Linked DNA regions of Sus scrofa: all the other regions are linked to region 1. Evidence: chromatin contacts called from public HiChIP or PLAC-seq and promoter capture Hi-C data. All regions are on one chromosome and are shown on one strand. The core of a region is the stretch at or near the end of the contact, and the rest is flanking DNA. Distances in the headings are between cores, read along the strand shown. Region 1 holds the start of SUGT1 (protein SGT1 homolog). Region 2 holds the start of LOC100154105 (kelch repeat and BTB domain-containing protein 6). Region 3 holds the start of ELF1 (ETS-related transcription factor Elf-1).

Region 1 (3,349 bases), core at 502-3,001:
CCATGTGGCAGATTTCTTTTAGAAGTCACGGTGAGGAAAAGGTTTTCCTGCCTCAAACTGCTCACCTTCCATGTGGTGGATCACAACTGCGAACCAAGGTTCCCTCTTGAGCTTCCAAGCAAGAGACACCTGGCTAAACTTTGGGACCCACTGCATCACGTATTCTTAATGTGGGCTCCCTTTATTAGTTTCAATCATGACTTCACTCTTGTTTTTTGCTTTCCTTTACACCTTTATAGCCTTTCATTGCACACAGAATGCCCACCAAGTCAGTTAAACATCGAACTAAGACTTTAACCCACAGCAATCAGTTCCTTGCACACAACAAAAACCCCAAGAAATTGTTTTGAGGAAGAAGCAAATGAGTGAATAATGAACAGTGACAGGACATCTGGAAATTTTCAGGCACACACAGGAAAGGTTTTTGTTCCAGTAGCGAGTTCATACAGGCACTTAGCACAGAGCCTGGTACATTAAAATGGCAAGGATGACTTAGTCAAGCGAAAAGCCGAGTTAACAAATATCAAGCCTAAAATTTCCTTTTTGTCCCTAATGCCATTAAAAACAAACAAAAAAAACCAGGCCCTTTCAGGCCAACTATGAAAGTCAACCACATTCCCAAGAAAGAAGGCAGGTTTTACTGAGACGCTCCGAGGATGCAGGAACCGTCTAGGAGAGGGAGGTAGCAAGAACTGGGATCTGGAGTGACTGGGCCGCTGATGGACAGAGAAAAGAGGCGGGGGTTTTCAATATCAAGACTGAGACACAAGACAAGCAGCAGCCCCGGCCCCGGGAAAACAGTGCTGCGAAGAGGCGGGGTGGGCCAGAACCCAACGCGGCCCCCCCGTTGCCCACAGCAAAGTGAAGGAAGCTGGACCAGCTCGCTCACCTCTAACGCCGCCTGGGGGTCCTCTTCGATCAGAGCATCTGAGAAGCTCCGGAAAAACCTGCCAGGAAAACAACGACTTCAGCAGGGCGCACTAACCAAGGAAAACAGAGGATGCTGGGTACTAATAAATAGCAAAGAAAAGGTAAAACACGCACCTTTGGGCCGTTGCAGGTCCCGCTGCAGCCGCCGCCATCCCTACTGGTCACTGTTACCGCTGCTGGAGCCGCTCCTACCGAGGTTACCAGTCCGCCGCCGCCCAAGGGGGAAACTTCTGGAGAAACACCAACCGAGCTTCCGTCCTAAGGAGCCAACGAGCAGCCACGCAGCGTGCCGCGGGGGGGGGGGGGGGGAGGGGAGGCGAAGCGCGGGCGCGGGGTGGGCTGGGACCGTGGAGGACCGACTCTCCCGGCCCGCCCCCTGGCCGGAGACCAGCCCCGCAGGCTCCGCCCCCTGCAGCCTCGGTTACGGAGGCCGCGGTGGTTCACGCTAGCCCTCCGTCCCGCTGCGCGCCCACAGTCCCGTGGAGCCTCCGGAGCGCTAGCTTGAAAGGAGTTTTGTACCATACTGTTCTCCTTCGGGAACGTGTGGACTTTGGGGGAGTTTATATGTCTGTTAATAACACAAAGCACATCGAGCTCCGTTTTTCCCTACAGCGCTCATCATGGCTCTTGGAAGCAACCGAGCCCTTTGTGACCCGTGACGTCATCCCGCGCTACGTGTTCTTTTCCGGGAGCGAGTTCCGGATGGCGCGGCGCATTGGTGGGTGCCGGCATCTTGGCGCTGGGAACCCTGAAGGCCGCGGACTTTCCGGAAGTCGTTCTGCCTCTGCGGAGGGTAGAGCAGAGGAAGCCTTTTGGTTCCGGGGCGGGTGGACTGTTCCATGGGCCCCAGGACTCCGCAGACCTAAGGTTGTCTTCCTCGTTGGCTTCCCAGACTAAGAAGAAAAACGTACTCCATCCGAAGGCATTGAAAGGAGAAATGGACCCTCAAGTTGTCTTGGTGTTACTTTACACCTAGTCGGACAGGCCCCCTCCCACTTTTGACCCATGCAGTTTAGATAGACGAAACTTCCAGCAGGTTCCACGGACCGGAGTCCGGGAGCAAGAGGGAGTGGGAGTGAATGGTTGGTTCCTCAGTAGAGATGAAGGAATAACTGAAGTTGAGTGTCTACTACATCCAAAATCTAAACTAAGTCCTGGGATTCAGTGGTGGTAATGCCCCCCAGAAACTTAAGTCAATTTAGTTCTAAGTGCTAAAAGGAAAGAAAGACAGTAGTCAGTGATGTGGTAACAAGGGGCTTTTAGCCGCCCATAAGGTCTAGGGATGGAATCCTCAAACACTTTGTACTCGAGCTTCAGTTTGGAAAGACGAATCAGTGAAGGAAATGAAAAAAGCAATTCAGACGGAATAGGATGAATGCTAGCAAGTGATAATGTGAACTCTAAAATTGATAGAGCCAAAATTCAGGCTAGAAGCAGAGAGGGCAGGGAGGTAGGTTATGTGCCAGGTCATAAAGGACTAGTTGTGGTCCGTTGAGAAGTTGGGATGAGCTTCTCTGAAGGATCCTAACCCATTATAAGATTTTTACTCAAAAGAAGGCTGTACTAGTGAAATTTACATTTTAAATGTTTATTATCTGTGCTATCAAAGAATAAAGGAAAAGAACAGTCATTGGGGAGTTCCTGTTGTGGTGCAGCAGAAACGGATCCAACTAGGATCCATGAAGATACTGATTCAGCCCCTGGCCTCACTCAGATAAGGAAACAGCTTTGCGGTGAGCTGTGGTGTAGGCTGGCTGCTATAGCTCCGATTGATTTGACCCCTGGCCTGGGAACTTCCATATGCCAAGGGTGCAGTCCTAAAAAGAAAAAAAAAAAGGAAAGAAAGAAAAAAGAACAGTTGGAAGACAACTGCTGTATTACAAGCCAAAGTGACTCTTATAAATAGGTCTGTAACAATAGGGATGGAGGGGATGGTAAGAATTGCAGAAATAACTAAGAAAAAACTGGGTTTGCTGATCTTTCCTTTTGTTTTGCTTCTTTTTAGGGTATATGGAAATTTCCAGGCTAGGGGTTATCAGAGCTGCAGCTGCCGGCCTATGCCACAGCCGCAGCAATGCCAGATCTGAGCTGCATCTGCGACCTACACCACAGTTCACGAGATGCTGGATCCTTAACCCACTGAGTGAGGCCAGGGATCAAACTCGCATCCTCATTAATACTAGTCAGGATCCTTACCGCTGAGCCACCACCAGAACTCTTGAGCTTTCCTTTTGTGATCAGTTCTTTTTGCATCTAGTATAAGGCTTTGCCTACTCAAAAGCCATGAACAGAGTCACCTGTGTTTTCTTCTAGATGCTTTACTATCATACTTTTCATGTCCAGGTCTATTAATTTTTATAAAATGTATGAGGTTGGGATTAAGGTTCCTTTTCCCCCTAAATGGATATCCCAGCCCTAC
Region 2 (3,349 bases), core at 265-2,764, 200 kb after region 1:
TGGAGATGCTGGTAGGGAGCTGAGGGCGAGAACGGGTGCAAAGACCGGGCTCGGGCGCCTCCTCACCCTCTTCTCGCTGACGCTAAGATCGCAGTGTCTCCGGAGAGACTGCAGCACTGGTCCATTTATCTAAGTCAGCCCTACACCGCGGTGCCGCCTCCCTTTATCGCGTACACCGCGTCGGACTCACCCGTTTCCAGTTCCACGCCCTTTCTCCGCCTCAACTCGCCCTCACAGGACCTACTGGCTGCAAGCGAGAGATCCGCCGCGGCCGCGCTGGCAATACCAGTCGGTGTCCAGAAGAACTACAGCTCCCAGGTTGCCTTTCGCGCCTCAAGGAATGCCGGGGCGCTGCGGGCGCTGCGGCCGCTGTGGCCGCTGCGGCATGTGCTGCGGCATAGGCTGCGGCACAGTCTGCGGCACGGAAACCGCTTTGCATGTTGGGAGTAGTAGTAGCTTCAGTAATGTCGCGAGATTTGTCGGCCGTTCATTGTTTCAAATGATGGAGTTAGAAATCGCTAATTCTCTTTGGTACGGTTTTAAGGTTTCGAATTTGGGGCTTAGAATTCAGATTAAATGCCCATTCTGGCATTTATTAATTGTCTGTCCCAGAGCTGTCTCTTGTTTTTTGAAACATTAATAGCGATGGTATTTCTTAGCGCTGTGTGACGATTAAATTGCGTAGGCGATGTACGCATAAGTTGCGTAGGCAGTATACGCATAAATTGCGTAGGCTGGGTATCCTTGCTCGGAATAAATATTTGTTGATTAGTAGAAGAAAGTACTTACGCAATACCCAAAATATAAAGGTTCAATTCGTTTTAGCTTCTAGCATTTATGAAAAACGAAGCACTCTCTCATTCGATCATGCGCCTGTAGAAAAATGCAAAAAGCCCTGCGGGTTTATGCAGAGATACTTTTTTGTTGTTTTTTTGTTTTTGTAATAAATAGATCTCAAGATCAGTTTTAGGTTTAGTGGAAAAATCCAGCAGAAAGCCACAGGAAGCTCCCTTATACTCCAGCCCCTCACAACAGTTTCACCTGTTTACCTCATTTTGCGTTAGCATACACTGTGGCTGCAAATGATGAACTTTACACTGATACATCAACTAATTAAAGCATGTAGTTTATATTAGGGTTTCCTCTTGGTATTGTACAGGTTTATGGGTTTTGAAAAATGTTCTATGGCATGTACCTGTCGTAGTGATATACGGGATAGTTTCTCGGTCCTAAAAATCCTCTGTTCAGATCTATACATGCCGCCTCCTCTTTGCCCCCCAGCCCCTGGGTATCATTGATCTTCTTACTGTCTAGTTTTACATTTTCCAGAACGTTATATAGTTGGAATCATAGAGTGTGTAGCCTTTACTATAGCTTCTTTCACTTGGCAATATTCAACTCAGATTCCTCCATGTCCTTCCATGGCTTGATAGTTCATTTCTTTGGATCCCTGAATAATATCCTATCTTATGGATATATCGGTTTACCTACCCATTCACTTACTGAATAATACTTTGTTTGCTTTGAATTTTGGCCTATTGTGAATAAAGCTCTTATAAACTCTCATGTGTTGGTGTTTTCAGGGACATAAGTTTTGAAATCATTTTGGTGTACAGCAAAGAGGGTGACTGCTGGATTGTATAGTAGATACTGTGGTTAGCTCTGTAAGGAACTGCCAAAATGTTTTCCAAAGTGGTAGCTGTACTATTTTGCAATCTACTAGCAATTAATGATGTTCCTATCATTCCACATCTTCCCTAGCACTTGGTGTTTTCAGCGTTTTAAGATTTTAGACTTTGCAGACTTGCCTCTCTGGGAAAATTCTGAAGGATGTGATCATATTTTAAATATTCAGCAATATCTGCAGGGCCATGAAATCGTGGTCTCAGTAGGATGTACGGATTGCCTCAAATACTCAAATCAAGAATATTTATAGTGGCTTTGGTGGTCTCACCAGTCCGTATTTCATGTTCTAGAACTAGTGCTTAAGTATTTTCATTAATTCTCTTAATATGAATGTTTATAACTAGTCCAGTACAGCTCCTTTCACCACCATCCCCAAATCAACTGAAGAATTTAGAGTTCTCCTTATGAAAGAGGATTCTCAATAAAAATATTAAAGAGAGCTTGTGCTGTGCAGGATCCTGAAATCTCAGCATCATAACATGCCGAAACAATCACTTGATTTAGTTTGGTCCAGTCTATGTTTACGAAAGTGTTTTTGTATTTGTATTTATCAACATTGTCTCAGTATAAAAATCCTCAAAATAAATTGTGCTTAGTCATTGAGTTTTAACTTTTTCATGCATACCTTTACCAGTGTTATTTGCTTGAGGTTGCTTGTCACAAAAATGCAAAATATTTATTAGGCACAGCCGTGTTTTTTGATAACATTTTCTGGGATGACGAAAATGTTCTATATCTGTGTTATCCAGTATGATAGCCTTGAGCCACAGGGGGCTCTTAGACACCTGAAATGTCACTAATGCCACTGAGAAACTGCAGTTCTAATTTTGCAGTCATAACACTGGCAGCAACATCAAACCTGAATACAGGTATGGGTGACTGGGTCACCCTGCCGTACAGTGGAAAATTGACAGAACACTGTAAACCAGCTATAATGGAAAAAATAAAAATTAAAAAATTAAAAAACCCCAAAACCAAAACAGGGGCAGCAACAAATTGTATGGGGAAGGGAAAGTCTTTTCAACACGTGCTATCCAAACAACCGGATCATAAGGGAAAAATTTAACCTTGAAAGTGACAATGTTAACCTTTACCTAATCCCTGTGACACAGGAAAACAGCGATAATTGACATCCCTTCACTTTTTTTTTCCCCCCTCCCTGGAAATCTTCCTATCCTTTTCCCATTGGAAATAAGGTAACCACAGCAAACCACCTTTTTTCCATATGATTTAAAGAAGTGTCATTGTCCACTCTTTTCTCATGACTACCATAAGGCTTAACAGAAGATTCTCTTATTTACCCACAAGAAGGTTAAACACAGACCTTTCCACTTTTTGCCTGAACCTGCCACAAGGCCAGACACAGGGTTTCTAACTTCCAGTCCTTTGTCTCATGAATGATTAACTGAGATTAGAAATGCGCCCAAACTAGTTAGAGACCAAGATACATGTTTCCTCATCAGCTGACCGAGACGTTCCCTAGCTATAAAAGCAACCCTAACTGTAAGCCACTCTTTTCTTGTAGCTTGTCTAAATCTCCCACTAACAGTCTAAAGCAAGCTCACCCTGCCTTTGGATCCGAACTGTACTCCATAATTGCAAAAATCTGAATAAATGCAGTTTCCTTCCTTGTTTAGTTTTGGGCGTTGACAGTTTGGTGCCA
Region 3 (3,349 bases), core at 271-2,770, 130 kb after region 1:
TGGTATTTCTCTTTTCCACTGTGTGTGTGTGTGTGTGTGTGTGTGTGTGTGTGTGTGTGTTGGGATTGGGGGGATGGGGGCGGAGAATGGGACAGATGCCCTGCCCCAGAGGCCTTCCGAAGCCAAGGCACTCAAGTCTGTGGCTCTGGAGTCTGGGGTAGTTTTGTGAACCACGGCCAGCGACCCGACGTCCAGTTGGGAGGACCTCGCAGGCCGGCCTCGGGGCGGGGCTCCGGCGCCGCGGGAGCCCCGGGTGGACACGCGGCCGATGGGGCGGCCGCGGGCAGCGGCGCGGTGGCGAAATTGGTGCCCGCGGGCATCGGAGATCCCCCGCCCGCCCTCGGCTCCCCCCAGCCCTGCCCGGGGGCTGCCTTGGGGCGGGGGTGTTTCTAGTAAACACCCGGCCAAGATAAGGAGGACTTGCGAGCCAGGCGAGGGCTCCCGGAGGCCGAAGGCTGGGGACAAACACTCCCCGCGTCGCTTGGGACCGTCAGAAGGGGGCGGCCGAGGAGGAGGGTGTGGGCCCGAGGTGGGGCGCTGGGGGCAGATAAGGCGAGGCCGGAGTTAATCATCACCTCCCGAGCGTTTGGAAAGGGACGGCCCGGGGACTGGAGGAGCTGGAGGGCGGCCCGGGGAAAGTGAAACTCCTTCCTCGCGGCTCAGCCCCGCCAGGCTCCAGCGGGAGCACCGGGACCCTGAGCGTGGTCGCTCCGCCAGCCCGGCCGGCGCAGCACTCGTGGCTCCCAAAGCCGCAGCCCAGATCACGGCGTCTCTAACAAGTACACTAAAGCGAGTTTTCCACCGTATCACCCACCAAAAGAAGGGAGAAAAAGAGCCAGAGCCATTGGAAATAAAATAAAAGTTACCCCCAGGGCCCATTTCTAAAAGTGGTTGCAACGTTCCCATACCGGGAGTCGAACCCGGGCCGCCTGGGTGAAAACCAGGAATCCTAACCGCTAGACCATATGGGAAGTGCTGCTGAGAGCACGGCGGTGACTCACCTGACAAGCGCAAACGCTGCCTCTGTTCCGTCTCTACCTCCCGCCACCATCCGAGCCGCCGCCGCCGCCGCTGTTGCTTGCTGCCCACGCGCTCGCGAGCCAGGGAACGCGCCCGTCCCGAGCGCGCGGGCGTCCCGGGGGCGGGGCGGGGTCGCTCCGCCGCCTCGGGAAAGTTTTGAGGCCAAGCTCCACGAGTCGCGGTCCTGAAACCAACTGTTTCACCTCTCTTTTTTGAACTCCGCCAACAGCCCCCAGCCTACAGGTCCGGGCTGCTCCGCTGGTCAAAGTGCGTGCGGACTAGTTGGCAAAGTTGAGGGCGGCGACGTCTCTGGGAACAGCTGTTTGCGTTCGGGGCGGAGGCGGCGCGCGAGCTCCTGGGCCACGGGCCAGCGAGCCTAGAAGAAGGGTGGAGGTTCTGGATCCCAGGGGGAGAGAGAGAGAAAAAAAGGAGAGATGACGCGGGGACGTGAGGCTCGAGCTTCCCGGCCTTCAGCTCAGGTCCCGTCGCGCTTTCGCCCCTTCTCGGTGACCTCAACCCCTTTATAGCGACCCCACCTCTCCGGAGCCGGGAGTACCGCCCCTGGAGGAGGAGGGGAAGGGGAGGAGATTTCAAACGCGGATTGAGTCGTCTGGGCACCCGTAGTTGGGAACCGGGGAGCACTGGTCCGGAGGAAGGAGGGAGGCGTCCGGGGCTCGGAGGCTCCGGTGGGCCTCGCGGTGATCCGGGCTCGGACTCTCCCTGTGTGGGGCACGCGAGCCTTAATCGGACCCGGGGGCGACCCGCGGAGCGGCTGGTCCAGTCATGTGAGTCAGGTCTCAGGCTCTAAACAAGGAGGTCTTGTTTCTCCGGGAGGCCCTTTCCCCGCCGGGTCTCTTCCTCCGCCACCACCCCCTCTCCCCCCGCCCGCGGCCGGGGGCGTGACGGACGCTCTCTTAACTCGCTCGGGACCGGCGGCCGACTGGCGGGGCCGGTTCTCCGTGCGGCGTAGGGATGCTACCCCGCGGAGCGCCCTGGGGGCCTGGAGTACGGACCCCTGGAGGGAGGCTGGCGGCCTCTGGAGGTTGGACGGCCGCCGGGATGCTACGGAGCGCTCCCTCCACCTAGCGGGTCGGAAGCCGCGAGCATCCTTTTCGTTTCTCTCGAGCTGGAACCCCGGGGTATTGTGAAAGTATAGGGCTGGACCGCGGCCACCGCTGCCTCCTCCCATCACTAGAAGCGGGCAGCCCTGGTGAGCTTCTAACTTTTTTTAGTTTTTGGTTTTACCGGCTGAGAGATCCTTTGGCTTTTCCAACTCTCTTTTTCTTCCCCTGAGGCTCAAATTGTATTAACTGATGGTCTTAGAGGGATCACAGTCACGCATTGGAGGCGTCTTCTGCTTTGTTCTTTGGGTGGAAATAACGTGATTTAAAGCAAACTTTACGAGTTTCTTCATGCCTCCATTGCCGTAACCTCCAAAAATTCCAGAAAGGAGTCGAAGGGATAAGTAATCTTCTCCAAGATGATCTTTATTTCTTCACGCGGATGACAGTAAAAAATGAGAAATTTTGTTTAAGCTGTTTCGTTTAGGAGACTTTTAAAGCCGATGCAGACTTTTTCTACTCCACTGGCAATAGAATTATAGTTGATTGCTTTCAATCAGCTAAATAATGAAGCAGGGTGCTGTGTGTAACAAGACAAGATTCAGTAGCAGTGCCTTATATTTCGGCCTCTTTAAGATGTAAGTCATGTAAAAATCTTTTTAAATTCTAAATGAACTTAAACTTATTTTTCTCTTTTCCAGGGCAGACTACTGGAAGTCACAACCAAAGAAATTCTGTGATTACTGCAAGTGCTGGATAGCAGACAATAGGCCTGTATGATAATTCCTCTATTCCTCTATTATTAGAGATTCTAATAATAATAAAGTCTTTCTTTCTGACTTAAACTCAGAGCTTACAAAACACTTTCATATACATTGCTCTTGACTTTTCAAAACATGAGCAATTTCTATTGTCTTTTCATTCTTAGTAGGGAAGCTGTGAGCCTTCTTTTTCATCAGCCCAAATTTGATTATATACTAAGCCAAATTATTTCTCTGTGGCCCTTCAGTCACATTCAGGAACTGGACAATGAGTGGGTAATCGCATTCATGTGTATGCAACACCTACATTTATAATGGTGCTGTTTGTAATATTGTCGTATACAAAGAAAAATAAAAGCAGAGAGTCCTTAATGAGTAAAAAGAAACATTATCTTAGCTAGTCTTGTATTTTTCTTGCTCTAGAGATAGCTAAATGTATTTGATACAGAACAAATATAAATGGATGCTTATTTTGAAAGAACATCAATAACTTTGTCATGGAATATG

What was found. Promoter capture Hi-C pulls out the DNA fragments that hold promoters and counts their contacts. HiChIP or PLAC-seq counts read pairs in DNA pulled down with a chosen protein or histone mark.
Region 2: a promoter capture Hi-C map of liver shows a contact between it and region 1, with 4 times the contacts expected there. The contact joins the promoter of LOC100154105 here to the promoter of SUGT1 in region 1. A contact is called at or near these places in 1 of 5 promoter capture datasets (liver) and 2 of 47 Hi-C or Micro-C datasets (heart right ventricle and skeletal muscle).
Region 3: a contact with region 1 is called in an H3K27ac HiChIP or PLAC-seq map of alveolar macrophages. The contact joins the promoter of ELF1 here to the promoter of SUGT1 in region 1. A contact is called at or near these places in 2 of 5 promoter capture datasets (fetal liver and liver), 23 of 47 Hi-C or Micro-C datasets (alveolar macrophages, blood, embryonic fibroblasts and 12 more) and 2 of 2 datasets of contacts at active chromatin or transcription factors (alveolar macrophages and skeletal muscle).

The regions. Positions count from the first base shown.
Region 1 is chr11:25,903,844-25,907,192 of Sscrofa11.1, reverse strand. SUGT1 (protein SGT1 homolog) reads right to left here and starts at 1,751. Exons shown (of 13, transcript XM_005668449.3): 1 at 1,045-1,751; 2 at 890-947. The coding sequence starts at 1,082.
Region 2 is chr11:25,703,098-25,706,446 of Sscrofa11.1, reverse strand. It overlaps LOC100154105 (kelch repeat and BTB domain-containing protein 6), which reads right to left and starts at 1,514. Exons shown (of 1, transcript XM_001924950.6): 1 at 1-1,514.
Region 3 is chr11:25,770,261-25,773,609 of Sscrofa11.1, reverse strand. It overlaps ELF1 (ETS-related transcription factor Elf-1), which reads right to left and starts at 1,520. Exons shown (of 9, transcript XM_021065635.1): 1 at 1,002-1,520. WBP4 (WW domain-binding protein 4) reads left to right here and starts at 1,055. Exons shown (of 10, transcript XM_021065642.1): 1 at 1,055-1,287; 2 at 2,783-2,855. TRNAE-UUC (a tRNA gene) reads right to left here and starts at 971; the gene lies at 900-971.